5 separate regions of the Mus musculus genome follow, and regions 1, 2, 4 and 5 are each linked to region 3. Evidence: chromatin contacts called from public HiChIP or PLAC-seq and promoter capture Hi-C data. All regions are on one chromosome and are shown on one strand. Each heading gives the region's core, a stretch centred on a gene start, on an enhancer-like site or on the middle of the called end of the contact. The rest is flanking DNA. Distances are from core to core; before and after follow the strand shown. Region 1 holds the start of Mixl1 (Mix1 homeobox-like 1 (Xenopus laevis)). Region 2 holds the start of Itpkb (inositol 1,4,5-trisphosphate 3-kinase B). Region 3 holds the start of Parp1 (poly (ADP-ribose) polymerase family, member 1). Region 4 overlaps Itpkb (inositol 1,4,5-trisphosphate 3-kinase B). Region 5 holds the start of H3f3a (H3.3 histone A).

The links. Promoter capture Hi-C pulls out the DNA fragments that hold promoters and counts their contacts. HiChIP or PLAC-seq counts read pairs in DNA pulled down with a chosen protein or histone mark. Capture Hi-C pulls out chosen DNA fragments and counts their contacts.
Region 1: a contact with region 3 is called in a promoter capture Hi-C map of pancreatic islet. The contact joins the promoter of Mixl1 here to the promoter of Parp1 in region 3. A contact is called at or near these places in 18 of 39 promoter capture datasets (the 3T3-L1 cell line, 3T3-L1-derived adipocytes, HPC-7-derived erythroid cells and 13 more), 8 of 484 Hi-C or Micro-C datasets (the F1.1 cell line, bone marrow-derived macrophages, embryonic stem cells and 3 more), 4 of 115 datasets of contacts at active chromatin or transcription factors (bone marrow-derived macrophages and embryonic stem cells) and 4 of 9 other capture datasets (adipose tissue, liver, macrophages and 1 more).
Region 2: a promoter capture Hi-C map of neural stem cells shows a contact between it and region 3. The contact joins the promoter of Itpkb here to the promoter of Parp1 in region 3. A contact is called at or near these places in 10 of 39 promoter capture datasets (3T3-L1-derived adipocytes, the HPC-7 cell line, HPC-7-derived erythroid cells and 6 more), 7 of 484 Hi-C or Micro-C datasets (B cells, CD4 T cells and embryonic stem cells), 2 of 115 datasets of contacts at active chromatin or transcription factors (memory CD8 T cells and microglia) and 3 of 9 other capture datasets (adipose tissue, liver and pancreatic islet).
Region 4: a contact with region 3 is called in an H3K27ac HiChIP or PLAC-seq map of microglia, with 4 times the contacts expected there. The contact joins the enhancer-like site here to the promoter of Parp1 in region 3. A contact is called at or near these places in 1 of 39 promoter capture datasets (neural stem cells), 4 of 115 datasets of contacts at active chromatin or transcription factors (effector CD8 T cells, embryonic stem cells, extraembryonic endoderm stem cells and 1 more) and 1 of 9 other capture datasets (embryonic stem cells).
Region 5: a promoter capture Hi-C map of neural stem cells shows a contact between it and region 3. The contact joins the promoter of H3f3a here to the promoter of Parp1 in region 3. A contact is called at or near these places in 11 of 39 promoter capture datasets (the 3T3-L1 cell line, the HPC-7 cell line, cranial neural crest and 7 more), 3 of 484 Hi-C or Micro-C datasets (all in embryonic stem cells), 3 of 115 datasets of contacts at active chromatin or transcription factors (bone marrow-derived macrophages, effector CD8 T cells and memory CD8 T cells) and 2 of 9 other capture datasets (adipose tissue and liver).

The regions. Positions count from the first base shown.
Region 1 is chr1:180,695,632-180,698,401 of GRCm38.p6, reverse strand. It overlaps Mixl1 (Mix1 homeobox-like 1 (Xenopus laevis)), which reads left to right and starts at 1,368. Exons shown (of 2, transcript NM_013729.3): 1 at 1,368-1,782. The coding sequence starts at 1,390.
Region 2 is chr1:180,329,132-180,331,831 of GRCm38.p6, reverse strand. It overlaps Itpkb (inositol 1,4,5-trisphosphate 3-kinase B), which reads right to left and starts at 1,356. Exons shown (of 8, transcript NM_001081175.1): 1 at 1,053-1,356. It also overlaps the pseudogene Gm5069.
Region 3 is chr1:180,567,468-180,570,221 of GRCm38.p6, reverse strand. It overlaps Parp1 (poly (ADP-ribose) polymerase family, member 1), which reads right to left and starts at 1,331. Exons shown (of 23, transcript NM_007415.3): 1 at 1,069-1,331. The coding sequence starts at 1,188. Gm31986 (a long non-coding RNA gene) reads left to right here and starts at 1,323. Exons shown (of 4, transcript XR_001779573.2): 1 at 1,323-2,244.
Region 4 is chr1:180,402,695-180,405,394 of GRCm38.p6, reverse strand. The region is part of intron 2 of Itpkb (inositol 1,4,5-trisphosphate 3-kinase B); the gene reads right to left. It overlaps Gm39712 (a long non-coding RNA gene), which reads left to right. Exons shown (of 5, transcript XR_003948302.1): 1 at 1-410; 2 at 503-687; 3 at 1,434-1,858; 4 at 1,947-2,109; 5 at 2,608-2,700. Among named protein-coding and RNA genes, the nearest start is that of Gm39712, 4.4 kb to the left of the region's middle. Within about 2 kb of position 1,429, at least 216 of the 459 cell types and tissues checked have an H3K27ac peak or open chromatin away from gene starts, as enhancers often do. A contact at or near this core is called in effector CD8 T cells and microglia, where this site is marked.
Region 5 is chr1:180,812,121-180,814,954 of GRCm38.p6, reverse strand. H3f3a (H3.3 histone A) reads left to right here and starts at 1,350. Exons shown (of 4, transcript NM_008210.5): 1 at 1,350-1,484.

The DNA of each region.
Region 1 (2,770 bases), core at 119-2,618, 130 kb before region 3:
GACACTTGGGATAATTGCCCATAGTAAAGATATGGCCACTTGCTGCTCTTCCAGAGGGTCAGTTCTCAGCACTGTATCAGGTGGCTTACAACCCATTACTTCCCAGCACTGTGTCAGGCAGCTTACAACCCACTTCCCTCTTTTGGCTTCTTTGGGGGCTCACATGCGTATTAGTAGACAGGATGCACTCATGGCCAGCACATATACTTTCTCCTATGATACTTCCCATTAGCATTGAAGACGTTGCAGGAACAGGTCCTGGGCTGGGCTGTGGAATACCCCTTCCTCTGCAGGGAGCCCCTTTGAGGCCTTGCAAGCCGTGCTCCTTGCCCTGCCTGCCTCTGCACCCTTCTGCTATAGTGCTGCATGCCTCTGATTTCTCTATGAAGCAACTTGGCTTCTGTCTCAACAGATGTTCCCTGAGGGTCTTGCTTAGGATTTTCCAGTCACTGGGTCCTATTCTCAGGACCAGAGGGTAAGGAGGTGGGGAGAGACTTATATGAATAAATGAATGCATGTGTGCACTAGGGGAAGCAGATATAGAAGTCACAACTAAACTACAAATCCGCATAAAACAAACCAGGAACCTCAAATGAACCCCAGGGGACAAAGGAAATAGTAATGGCATCAGAGGGAGCAGAAACTTCAAGGAGTGGCATCAGAGGGAGCAGAAACTTCTCGGGTTCTGAGCACTGTTGGGATTCTTTAGGAGCGCTAACCCCGTACAACTTCAGCCCGTCCAATTTACAGCATTCTTGTTGACAGGTCACAGATACTCTAGGCAGGAGCAGCGTCACTGTTCAGGATGTGTGCCTGTCCCCTTTGAGATCTCTTTATCTTCACCCCCCCTTGGATTCAGGATGTGTCAGGGTGGTTTGCCGAGGGCAGGGCTAGGCTGTTTAACCAACCTGGAGTAAGGTCTAGCACATAGCAGGGGTGGTAAATAGCGCCTTTGATGGTGACAGGCGGACAGCGGGCCAGGCACAGCGCGGGGGACCTACGAACCAAGCCCCCAAGAGATTCAGGCGCTCTTGAGAGGTCTTCTGGCCCAGAAGAGGGGGTTCTGTCCAAGTCCGGCCTGCACTTGGGGCGACCCCACCGGGGCAAAGCGGTTCGAGGTATGTGGATTGGTGGTTGGACTGGCTGGCGGATGGGCGGAGAAGGGACGGAGCGGCCCGGACTCAAGTTCGCGCCTCCCTCATTCCGTCCCCGGGTCAGCGGAAGCGATTATTCCCGCGGCGTCTGGCGGGGCTGGGGCGGGCTCGCACCCCGAGGAGACGAGACGCGGCTTCCCTGCACCCACGCCTTTGATGGCGCCGCCGCCCCCTCCCCGGCTCCGGGCCGCTATAACTGCAGGCGCGCGGGGGTACAGGGAAGCGTCCGGGAGTCATGGCCGCAGCAGGGTCCCAGCAGCTCCAGTTCGCAGAAGGCGCCGCTTTCCCCATCTTCCCCGCCGCGCATCCCGGAGGGCAGCTGCTCCCAGCCATGCGCCCAGCCTCTGGGCTGCCCGCGGCGCCCCACGACTCTCGCGCCCCAGCAGCCACGCAGTGCTTTCCAAACCGCGACTCCAGTCCCACAGCGCAGACCCCCGCCGGCCTGGATCCGCCCGGACCCTCCAAAGGCTCGGCCGCCCCGTCGGCGCCACAGCGCCGCAAGCGCACGTCGTTCAGCTCGGAGCAGCTGCAGTTGCTGGAGCTCGTCTTCCGACAGACCATGTACCCAGACATCCACTTGCGGGAGCGCCTGGCTGCGCTCACGCTGCTACCCGAGTCCAGGATCCAGGTGAGTCGCGGTCGCAGCTGCGCGTTCCAGTGGAGGTGCTGGGAAGTCACAGGCTTGTTGGGCCATTTATTCTGTGGGGGAAAAGTTACTCTCTTTGAACCTCATGGTTCTAGACTGCAAACTGGGATGTCAGTTAAGGCCGCGTTACCATGTGATTGATCTGGGCAGCTAAGGGGCTTGCGGACCCATTGAAAGGTCCCAGCAGGAAGGTAGTCATTGCACTCTTTCCCAGCGTCCAGTAAGGAGAGAGAGAGAGACAGAGACAGAGAGACAGACAGAGAGACAGAGAGAGAGAGACAAGCCTTCCTCTGGCTTTGATTCTAAGTAGCAGAGCAGGGTTGGATCACCTTCAAAACAAGCAAGAACTTCTTGTCACTTTGAAAAAATATTGCAAAGTGAGTTTATTGTCTGAGGTCGATCATTTAGATCAGAGTTTTGGAGATGATAGGGAGAAGCCTCTCTCTCTCTCTCTTGCTCTCTCTCTCTCTCTCTCTCTCTCTCTCTCTCTCTCTCTCTCTCTGTGTGTGTGTGTGTGTGTGTGTGTGTGTGTGTGTGTGTGTGTGTGTGTGACTGAGACAAGTTCATGCTGCGTAGTCCAAGCTGGACTTCAATTCACAATCCTTCTGCCTCAGCTTCCTGGGTGCTTGGATTACAGGTAGGTTCCCCAACACCCAGTTTAGACGCTTGCCTCAGGAGGGTGGACATTTAGTGTTTATTTTTTTCCTGGACTTAGGGTGACTACTCAACTGTCACTTTTTTACCCCCTCCAGTCAGGGTTTCTCTGGGTAGCCCTGGCTGTCCGGGAATTTGCTCTGGAGACCAGGCTGGCCTTGAAATCAAAGATGTGCCTCCTTTGTCTAGGATTAAGGGGGTGTGCCACTATCTCCTGGCTTCAACTGTCACTTTCAGCAGTTGTCACCCTGGGCTTCCTATGCAGAACACGTTTGTGGGGAAATAGTAAAGACATTTACACACAGAAACGAGCTTC
Region 2 (2,700 bases), core at 107-2,606, 240 kb after region 3:
TTAGTCTCGGTAGCCACGCGGATGGCCGAGGGAGGAGGTGCAACTCGCTGGTTCCCTCCTCGAGACTGGCCAGGTTTCCTTGGCCAGAGCAAACACCGGCTATCGAGGATGACAGGCAACCCTGCTCCACCCTCTCAGGACATCAGAGGCCAAGTCACAGGGAACCTGACCCGGACCTGCCTTCCCCAAACCGCTGCTGGAGCCGAGACCTGGAAGGGGACTTGTGTGCCCACCGTTTTCTTTCTGATCCTGGTCTGGGGCTATGCCTCTCGGCCTATGAAAGGCCGGGAAGAGCGCGGGGGTGGGTGGGGGTGGGGCAGTCCAGGCACTTTTCAGCACTAGCCTTGATGTCTGTCTGTCTCCAAACAAGTGTGTTTTGTGAATGTGGGCACGCGTGCGCGCCAGGGAGCAAACTCTGCAGTATCCAGCACTGGAATCAATCCTGGTGGCTCCCTACTGTCCCCTCAGACCCTGCAGCGAGTGTGTGTGTGTGTGTGTGTGTGTGTGTGTGTGTGTGTGTGTTTGGGAGAGGGGATGCATGTCCGCAGCTACTCAGCCCTGCGCGCATCCTGTTAGCGAGGACCCAGCTGCCCCCTCCGGGACCCACACCCCTCGGAGGAACTCTGGGCTTGCTTGCACAGTTGCAGCCCGGAGGCCTTCTAATTGTGCAGGCCTGAGAATTTGCAGCCCTTCGGGGTCCCGCAAGCTAAGCCCCGGAGCAGCGCGGCCGGCCGAGGGCAGGGCCTCGCGCATCCCGGGCAGCCTCGCCTGGCGCCAGGGGAGCCGCCGGGCAAGCCGAGCCCCAGACGCCCGCAGCGCGCCGGGGAGGTGGTGGCGGCGCAGCGGCCCGGAAGGCGATGGGAAAGTCGAATCGCCTCCTCTGCCCCCAAGGCCACGCCACGCTACCGTCCCAAATCAGCCTCCCTTCTCCGTCGTTCTAGCCCTCACCTCCGTGCTGTGCTCGGACCCCGGAACACCCAGAGGAACCCCAGCACAGATGGAGCGGAAAGAGGGTTCAGAGACGAGGGCCAGGAAGGAGCCGCCACGCTTACCTGCAATTGCTCAGACTTCCAGGTCCCGTGCAGGCGACATGCCCCGGGGACTCCGGGCTCGTACAGACCAAGTGGCTTAAAGTTTTTTTAAAAAAATAAAAAAGCTCCCAAAGGGTTTCCGCAACAACTTATGGAAGACGGAAAAAGTGGGGTGCAACGAAGCTGAATGTACCGGCGCAGGGACTAGGCGATCCCGGAGGGGACACCGCCAGGCCGACCCTGCGTTGCTCTGTGCTTGGTTGGAGACACTACCGCTGTCAGCGTCTGCTCCCTGCTACTTCAGTGTTTGTTCAATGTAAGATTTAAAAAAAAAAAAAAAAGTTGGGGGTTGAGGGAGGAGGCAGAGAGGCGGGGGCTTGGGGGAGGAAAGCAGGAAGGAAGTTGTGAGCCTGTCTGGGGTTGAACTCAGCGGAACAAGTTTTTCTTTTCTTCTTTTTTTTTTTTTTTTCTATTGCTTGGCAAACCGAGGGAGGGAAACACTTAAAAAAAAAGTTTCCATTGTTAGCTAACAAAAAAAAAAAAAAAAAAAAAAAAGACTTTAACTTCTGCGGGTTAAAGATATACGATTTATTTTCCATCCCTCGACCAAGGTTTGCTGGTGTCTAGTTTTATGAAGCTACGTTTGAAAACTGTTTTTAATAAAATTTTGAGTGTGCTAAACAAAGCTGCTGGGGGGGGGATTTTTCTAGCATCGAAAGAGGGGTAATATTCTGCCTAAGCAGAGGGTGTACTTGTACTACAATAGGCAACTTTTTACAAGGTATATTGCATATATTGCAGGGCATTTCCTTGCACAGTTTTAGGTTTTAATGCACCATGGTAGAATTTTGGAAGACTGGTTGGACTGTGAGCTGCTGAGTGTCTTGTAGGCTAGATGTGTGAAGGAGCTCTGCATTAAGCAGTTATCTATAAACGCACACAGAGGCTGTGCTGTTCGCGTATTTTTGCACTCAACTCTCAAAAAGTTATTTTAAGAAAAAGCATAGTCCTGGGGCTGAGGCCCGATCAATGTCTTCAACCACTTGCTCAGTCTCCTGTGAATTTACTCCTGCGTTTTCAAGGGTTCTACTCTACCCTCAAATAAAGGGGGGGGGGCACCAGGCAACACTGGAGGGCGGGGGACACTCCCTGCCCCCATACACACACACTTAAGCCCCACCCGGCACTGCAAGCCTGTTTTGCATAATTCCCTAAATCTTAAACTCTAGCGTTTAGTGGAAACAGGGAACACAGCTGCGAGGTTTAGGAGATTTAAGAATCCTAAGCTTGTATCCGCCCATATATCCTGATTAGCCAAACCTCGGATGGAAAACCTGACCGCCTGTAGCAAGCAGACAGCTTACTTGTTTATGTAACAATACCGTTGAAGTGAGCAAAGCAACCTGCAGCTTGGTCAGGAAAAGACTCAAGCAAATTTGAAACCAAGAGCCCTTCCAGCCAAGAATTCCTGGAATCGGACAAGTCCTTTCTGGTTTTGTTTTGTTTTGTTTTTGTTTTATTTTTTATTTTTTTTAACATACCCTGGAAGGCTTGAATCTGGTTTCCCTCTCACCCTCAATGGGGCTGAATAAAGATGCCTGTCCTGTGTGTGTTCTAGTATTACCGTGAGACAAAGAAGCCACCTCTATCTAGACTCCCTCCTTTGGTC
Region 3 (2,754 bases), core at 82-2,581:
TAACACCGTGCCTAGCTGCTTCTTAATAAATATGTATAGAATGTATGAGAACTGTGTCAAGCAAGAATGCTGAGCTAGGCAGTCTCTCCGAGGGCACCAAGATGACAGCTTCAGTTCTTCCCATAAGGAGAAATAATAGAAGCAGTGTGGTATCTTGGTACCCACTGGGTGAATGTCTTTTCCCCCTTCCCTCCCCCCCTTAAGAACTGAAGCCCCATTGAGGGCTAGCCTGCCTCTTCTAAAACACATTACTGCAGCTGGACAGCAAGGGAAATCAATTGCCTCGACCATTAGCAGCGTGAGCTTGGGTAACTGAGTGTTTGGGGGAGGTGGGAACAGGGCAGGTGAGAACCACACTAGCAAAGACGGGAAGGAATCTGCAAAACCAGAAGCCTAGGAGGCAGGAGCCACTGGAACGCCAGGACCCGTCATCCCACCACCTCCTGACCATCTCGGAAGCGTCAGTGAAGAGACCAGATAGCTGCAGAAAGCGCCGAGACCTCGGGAAGTTTGGAGAAAATGTTATTTCCAAGTAGAAATCAGGCCCAAAGCGAATGCACTGTAAAGAAATGGCACTGCTTTGCATAACTAAAATAGAAATACCGAGAGTGAGCGGATGTTGAAAGGATCATCAAAAATAGGCTTAAGGGGAAAAAAAAATCTTCTGTATTCATGGAGGACAATAATCTTCCGGGACAAGATAGGCCCAAATCAGAGCAGCTTTAAAGACCGCGCGCACACCCTCCACCCCGACGCCGAGAAGGCAGTGAAATAAACAAAAACTCTGCGACCATCCAGACCCAGCGAAGAGGCAGGCCCCTTGTCTTTACAAAGCCAGAGGCACTTACGCCAGATGCTCTTACTTCCCGGGCTTTTCTTGCAGGGTAAGCGCAATGTCCCGGAAGGGGTCGGCCCAATGGGCCTCAAGGACCTCCGCGGCAGCGCCGCGGGTCTTTCCCGCCCTTCTCTCCCGGTCCGGCTGAGCCGCAGGGCGGAGTGAGGCGGCCCCGAGCCCACACAGCCGCCCAGGCCGCGTCGCCCTGCGCCTCCGGCCCGGCCCCGTCGCACCTGCACCATGATGGCCATGCGGAGGGAGTCCTTGGGAATACTCTCGCTGCATTTCTTGCAAGAGGCGCGCCCGCTCTTCGCGTACTCCACTCGATAAAGCCTCTCCGAGGCCTCCGCCATCCTCCTTCTCGTGCTGCAGCGGCAGCCCGACGCCGCCGCTGGTGCGCTCCGCTAACGTGTCGGTTTCCCCCGCAAGCGTGCAGAGCCGCCTCCGCTCAGGATAGATTACTGATGCCTAGCGGCGGGACCGCCCCCCCAAGCTCGCGCGCGGAGGGCGGGGCCTCAGCTCATAGGGCGGGGCTTCAGCACGTGTCCTTGGGAGGTTGGGTCCCAGCGCGACTGCGCCTGTGCACGCTGGTCTCTGCCTCTGGGAAGGGGCCAGGGCGGGGACCCGGGGAATCTGACAGGCGCCACCCCTTTTGTCGGTTTGTCCCAGAAAGGCTTTTTGTTCGCCCAAATAATTCCACCTCACCCACTTGCATTTTTTTCTAGGTATGTCTAGAGCGAACCCTGCTGACCCTAAGTGTAGTATTCTGCTTTGCAGCCTCCACATTGCTGACACAGAAAACCAACTAAAGCCTGATTTTTCATTCTTAGTAAACTTAAATGCATAACTATAAATTCCAAGAGAATGAGCAGAACCCGTGACAGTTGGTAGTAGTTACAACAGATGTCGTGTGTTCTCATCCCCCATCTCCGCGCTAACACAGGACAGGGTGTCTCAGTGTTGCCCTGGCTGCCCTGAAACTTGTTCTGTAGATCAGGCTGGCCTTGAACTCACAGGGATCCATGTGCCTTTGCCTCCTGAGTGCTTGGGATTAAGGGCGTGTGACACCATCTCCGGCAACAGATATTTTCCTGGGGAGATCCCAAAATATTTTAGGTTATCGACAATTAAAGTTATAGGTATTGTTAAACTTGCTACTGTTAGATCTTGTTATTTAATGTAGCACTACAATCTTTAACATTATTGGTCTTTTTTTTTTTTTAATAATTATATGAGCGTGATGCAGGGTCTCACTATAAAGCCCTGGCTGGCCATGAAGATGAAGTCGGCTTCAAACTCACAGAGATCCACTTGCCTGTGTCCTAAAGTGTGGGTAAACTGCATGTCTGGCAGCAAACTGGCTGGTGAGCTGTGGCCTACTTGTCTATGAATCATTCCTGATTGAGCAGGTATGAACTGGCTCTAGGTATCTGCTTTGTGCTTCCTCTGTTGCTGCTCTTTTTCTAACCCTGCCCTCCCTTGTTGAGACCCTCTCGTGGCAGAGAGAGACAGGACACATGGCTGTTCCCTAACCTAGTCCAGGGAGTGGGGTCCTTCCACTTTGCCTTGTAACTGATCCCGTGGGTAACCACCCCAGCAAATTCTCCTTTGCTGCAGAGGGTCTAAACCAGGCAGGCTAGCCTATCTCAGACTTAAAAAACAGAAAATCTCCCAGACCAAATTACAATGTGTGAATTGCAGGCATGTTTTGCCTGTATAAATATTTATATATCATGTGTGTTTGGTGTTTGCTGAGTCCAGAAGACGTTTTCATATCTCCTGACTGGAGGAAGTTACAGATGGTTGTGAGCTGCCATGCAGGAACTGGGACTCGAACCCAAGTCCTCTGAAAGAGTAACCAGTACTTTTAACCTCTGAGCCATCTCTCCATACTCTCCCCCTTGCAATAAACAAACAAA
Region 4 (2,700 bases), core at 180-2,679, 160 kb after region 3:
GAAACAGTGGTAACCAGCTTGTGTACTAAGGACTTTGGACAGGTAGATGCAGTGCTAAGCATTTGATAGGTACAGTGAATGTATGCTAACTTGTCATGGAGGTGCTCTCATGATCCCATTTTACAGATGTGAACACTGAGACACACAGAGATTAGACAATTTGCCGAAGGTGCTAGAGATGGTAAGGAGAAAGCCTGTTGAGAGTCCCAGGTCTGCATCATTCAGCTAGGCTATCTCCTTTGTCATTTGTAACATGTGACTTTATAGCCAGATGAACTTGAGCTCGGCTCCTGTTAGTCCTGCCTGAAGGTCCTGGGCAGGATACCAAACCTCTCTGAGCTTCAGTTTTCTCCATCCTTGTGACATGGAAATACCACTCGGCCAACACCACCAGCTGACGATGACAACAGGTTGTTCTCAAAGTTAAATCCAACTTTGCTTGGGCGAGGCTTGCTACAGTCAGAAACACTGAACCTCTTCCAAGTTCTGTCTGCTCTCTCAGCCCCAACAGCACAAGCCTGCAGGAGATGATGCTGAGGAAGGGCAGCTTGGTCAACAGCAGGACCTGACACCCTCTTCCTCCACCCTGGCCCTCAGCCTGAATCCCACCTTTCCAGGATGACAGAGACAAAGAGGACCAGTCAGATTCTCTGCCAGAAGAATCACCTGAGCCATTTCTGAGCATCTGTGAGTCTTCACAGGATAGTCAGATCCACGAGTCTAGCAGAGAGGCCACCAGAGGCCTTCTAGTCCCATCCCAAGCCAGGGCGCCCTGGGGAGGGTTACTGTGAGCACCTCTGCTCTGTTGTTCCTGAGGCAGAAGGCGCGCGCGCGCGCGCGCACACACACACACACACACACACACACACACACACACACACACACTGCTTTTTCCTGGCTGGAAGATGACATTTTAGAAAGCCAGGCATCTGAAAGGAAGTTCGCCACAGAAAGCAGAAGGAGCTCAAAGGTCACCTTTGCCCCCCTTTCACAAGCAGCTTGCAGAAGGAAAGTTGCTTCTGAAACGGCCTCTGTAGCACTCACGCTCAGAGCCACGGAGGCAGAGAAGTTCCAGGCTCCTAGTGCAAATGCCATGGACACAGGTGGACACACAGAAGGGACAGGGCTGAGCGCAGGGAACTCCCACCTCAGGAATTTCTAACAAGGAAACTTTTGAGGAAGGGCTTACAGGCGGATCCCACAGCTATATTTAGAAAATTATTTCCAAGCAAGGCACACTGGAGCAATTCATATTTCTGAGAGGTAGCGCTGAGTTGCTCGTGGCTAAGGGCACTCTGTAACACAGTGCAGACCTCCTGAGCACCAGAAACCCTTTCCGCCTTCTGAAGACACTTCTGCAGCCCCGTCCTGGCAGAAGCTGACTTGCAGCTCCCGACTGGGCCGTGAGTCACCCAGTTTCCCTCTTCTGACAGGCTGTTCCCGGTCTTGAGAGTTCAGCGGCCATGCTCCTGTTCACGTGCAGACCGCTGGAGGCGAGGCACAGGAAACGGGTTGCCAAAAAGGCACACCAGTGAACCCCCAAGTACGAGCAAGATTCGTCACCCTCAGAACTTGAGGCCAGGGTCATCCTGACGTCTATGAGGATGTGTGACTTTCATAAATAGTCTGACTCATCACTGGTCCTCCTGTATCTGTCACCGTGGGGCCCCCGGTGGTGGCAGTGGGCTCTTACTTAGCCCGTTCTACGCTGCGGTATGAGGATCCCACGGGGCCATCCCAGAGATAGCATACTTGCCTCTCTCTTTCAGAGGTTGCAAACAGGGACATATTCTACCTCTGCTAGTGTCCCCAAGGTGACAGAACTGGAATCATGCTCAACCCGTCACCCTGGCAGCCTGTATGTCCACGGAAGTGGGGAGTGGGGTTTCCCACTCAATAGAGCAGGGGCACTCAGTGGTTCCTTCACTTTTTGCCTTTGGTTACAGGGACTTAACCTTTGTTTGTTGAGACTCCACCAAGCATCTCAAGACCATCAGAGAACGAAACCAATAAACACGGCGGCAACACTCCTATGTGTCACTACCCAGAGGGAGACAGAGTACTTGGTGCACACAAGAGTCCCCTTCTCATCTGCGACGCTTACAGAAGGTTCCCGATTCTCGATTCTCGTAGACTATCACAGCTCTTTCTCACTGGGTAGGGGAATGAAACTCTGAGAATGGCAGAGGCCAAGGAATGACACCGGAGCCGAGGATCCTCCAAGCTAAGGATCTCAACCCAAAGACCTTCTTTGCAGACTGGGTGCAGGCCCAGTTCCCGGAGGCAGGGCTGAAATGCATACTGCCTTTGAGGACCTAGGGAGAGGGATGTCCTTGTAGATGTCCACCTGCTGTCTGTCTGGGAAGGCTGCTTGTCCCAGGGTGGGGGTGGAGCATCTTCTGAACCCTTGGAGCCTGAGAATGGCAGAGGGTGAACAAAGTGTCCCAGGACCTCCATCCTCCCGCAGTGACGAGAGCCCTGTTGGGTAAGCTGGGCCCCCTCAATGTCTCTGGGGACAGCCCATATTTAGGAACTGCAGCATCTCTTCTAGGGAACAGACCAGCTGGTTGATTTATTCTCCTTAACTTTTGATGTTGTTATTATTAGGCACATCTGTCTCTGAGTGAGGTCACCAAGGAAAAACCCAACCAGAGGAAAATAGTTTCAAGCAGTCGTCATTTCAATCTTCGGAAAAAGGAA
Region 5 (2,834 bases), core at 101-2,600, 240 kb before region 3:
CATTTAGGGTAGTATCGCAGATTGCATGTGTTCATCAACACTTAACACTCATTAAATAATAATGAAACAGGAGGCCTGGGTTGTTGTTTTTTTTCCCTCTAGGGTCTGTTCCTCAGTTCAGTGACCTTGGCCAAATCCATTTCTTCTCTCATATCTGATTTCCACATATCTGTTTCAGGATAATGTTCATGATAAGACTGCTTTGAGAGGTCTTCAGATTACATGTATGCTACTGTCCTTCATCAGTACCCTACGGGACCTTTGTGACTCTTCTACCGAAAGCCTTCACCCAGAGTTGTGTAGCCTGGTCAATACCACCTGGGGACGGTTCAGATGTTTGTGGGTCACTTAATGAGAACTTGAGCTATGCAGTCTGTTGCCCAAGCTACTGGGCAGAAGGAAAGCGGGAAACAGCTTTTCCTTCTACCTGCCGTTTCAGCCTCCTGTGTCTGACATTAGACTCTTATGTCACGAGATTTCTGCAGCGCTCCTCCAAACAGCGAAGGGGTGGAAAGGCCTACTCTGCCTTAGACTGCTACAGCTGTGTTGCACATTGTCTCAGAGGCTTACAAAATAACAGCCATCTTGCACCAAGAACCGCGGCCTAGGAAGAGGGCGAGCCCTGTCCCTCGGCCCCGGTGCCACCACCTGCGACGCGCTGACAGTCTCCGCACTGCCCCGCAGGCTGCCCCTCCTCTCCCGGGGCTAGAGTCTGCGACCGACTTGTCCTCAGGCGACTTGGCCCGAGCCTCCGGACCGGCCCGCGCTCGGCGGGGAGCGAAGGCGGGAAGAGGCCCGCGGGTCCCCCGCCCCTGGCGCGCCGCGCGGTCCGAAAGTGGGCGCGGGACTGGGGCTTCCACTTTGCCAGCTAGCTTCCCGCTTGGGCGCGTTTTCAACTGGGGCGCGGCGACCGTACGGTCCCGGCCTTCTCCCCGCCCCCACACGGGCCGGGAACCTCGGGGGCGCGCGCGGGGGCGATGCCCCTCCCCCCGCAGGCCGGGCGCTGGTCCGCAGCCCGCGCCGCCCTCCCCGCCCCCACACCCCCCGCTGTGCACCCCAAAGCTGGGCTTCGGGGGCTCACTTAACGCCTGCGTCCGACGGGGAGGGAGTGTGGGCCGGGGACGGACTAGGGCAGACGGCCCCTCGGCGGGCCCCTCGGCGTGTCTTTTGTGTTTGTACACACCGCGAGAGGCGGCGGGAGGAATGGGCGGGCGGCGCGCGGGGGAGGAGCGAGCGCGCGCCAGCGAACGAGCGCGCGGGGGGAGGGGAGGGGCGGGGCGCGCGGGGGCCCTGGGCGGGGCCGAGCCTTCCCTCCATTGTGTGTGATTGGCTGGAGCGCGGCGCGGGGCGGGGCGGCGTGTGTAGGGGAAAGCCTCGGTGTCAGCCATCTTTCAATTGTGTTCGCAGCCTTCGCCGCGCCGCTGCCGCTCTCCAACGCCAGCGCCGCCTCTCGCTTGCCGAGCTCCAGCCGAAGGAGAAGGGGGGTAAGTTTCTCCGTTTGCCCGCCTTCCCGGAGCCGGGCTCCGCTCGCCGTCGGCCTCGTAGGGGCCCACGGAGGCACCCACAGTCCCCCCGGGCTCGACCCGCAAACTTTTTGGCGCAGAAATGGAGATGGGGAGCGAGTTTGCCTTCCGCGGGCGGTGGCGGCGGCGGCTCCCCGGTCTCTCCGTCTCAGCCCAGCAGTGGCACCGCCGCGGCGTCGAGCCTGTCTCCCTCCGGCGCCGCGGGCTCCTCTTTCTTCGGTGAAATCCCTCCCGCTGCCCCTTCCCGGGACCCCAGACCTTCACCATGTCCCGCGCGAGCCTCTTAACTGCCGCCTCCGGGTCCCAGGCCCCAGTTTTTCGGGCGCAAAGGGGGTAAAATCGCCGCCGCTTTCCACCCCGGGCTAACTCGCTTTTTGCTGCCTCTCCACAGTTGTGCCTGAGCTTCACCATCTTGTCTCTCTTCTCTGGTCACCGACCATATTTTTTTTCCCCCCGTTTCTCTCTTCCCCATTTTAAAATGGAAGGAAAAAATTTTAAGAACATTTTTTTGCCTTTTTTGGAGAAAAAGAAACGATGCTTATGAAATGCAGAAAACAAAAAAAAAGAACTTTTGCATTTTTGGAGAGCGGCACGTGGCAGGGGATGGGGTATTTTCGAACGATTTGCTGTTTGTCTCTCTGGAAGGGAATCGGATACGTTTCCAATTGTTTCCATTTTGTGCTAGTCTTCGGGAGCCGAGTCGCTCGTTGCCAGCGCGGGGTGCGGGGACCGAGACGGGCAGGTCCGGTACCCCGAACCTAGGGACCCAGGGGAGGCAGAACCAAAAGTTTATGTGGTGCTGGGTGGGCCGGGCGGCCGGTGTCGAGCGCTAATTAAGCCTGGGTGCGGGGCAGTCGGCTTCCATAGCGAAGCCCGGGAGGGGGACGGGCTTTGTGGAATGCTCACTGGCGATGGCTGTTGTTCTTGCATTTCGAGACGCCTTTTTGTCAACATAACTATAAAGAAACAAACCTCAAGAATGTTTTTAGATATTTACAGCAACCCAACTGCCAGGCGCGAGAGGGGGGCAGCAAACCGAGCGGGGGGGGGGCGCTGAAACCTTTTTCTTTCTTTTTTTTCTTTTTCTTTTTTTTTTTTTTGGCTGTAATTTGACTCGACCTTTCTGTGTTTGTGGCTTCGTTCATTTGACTTGTTTGTGATCGAATGTTTGCAGACGTTTCTAATTTCTACTTTAATTAAATGAATTGGATCGAAAGCCATGGTGGGGGGCGTCTCTCTGGTTTTGGCTGTTTTATCGCTCGGAAATAGCTTTATAAAGTATAAATGCTGACAATTTTCTAGTTTGTTTTA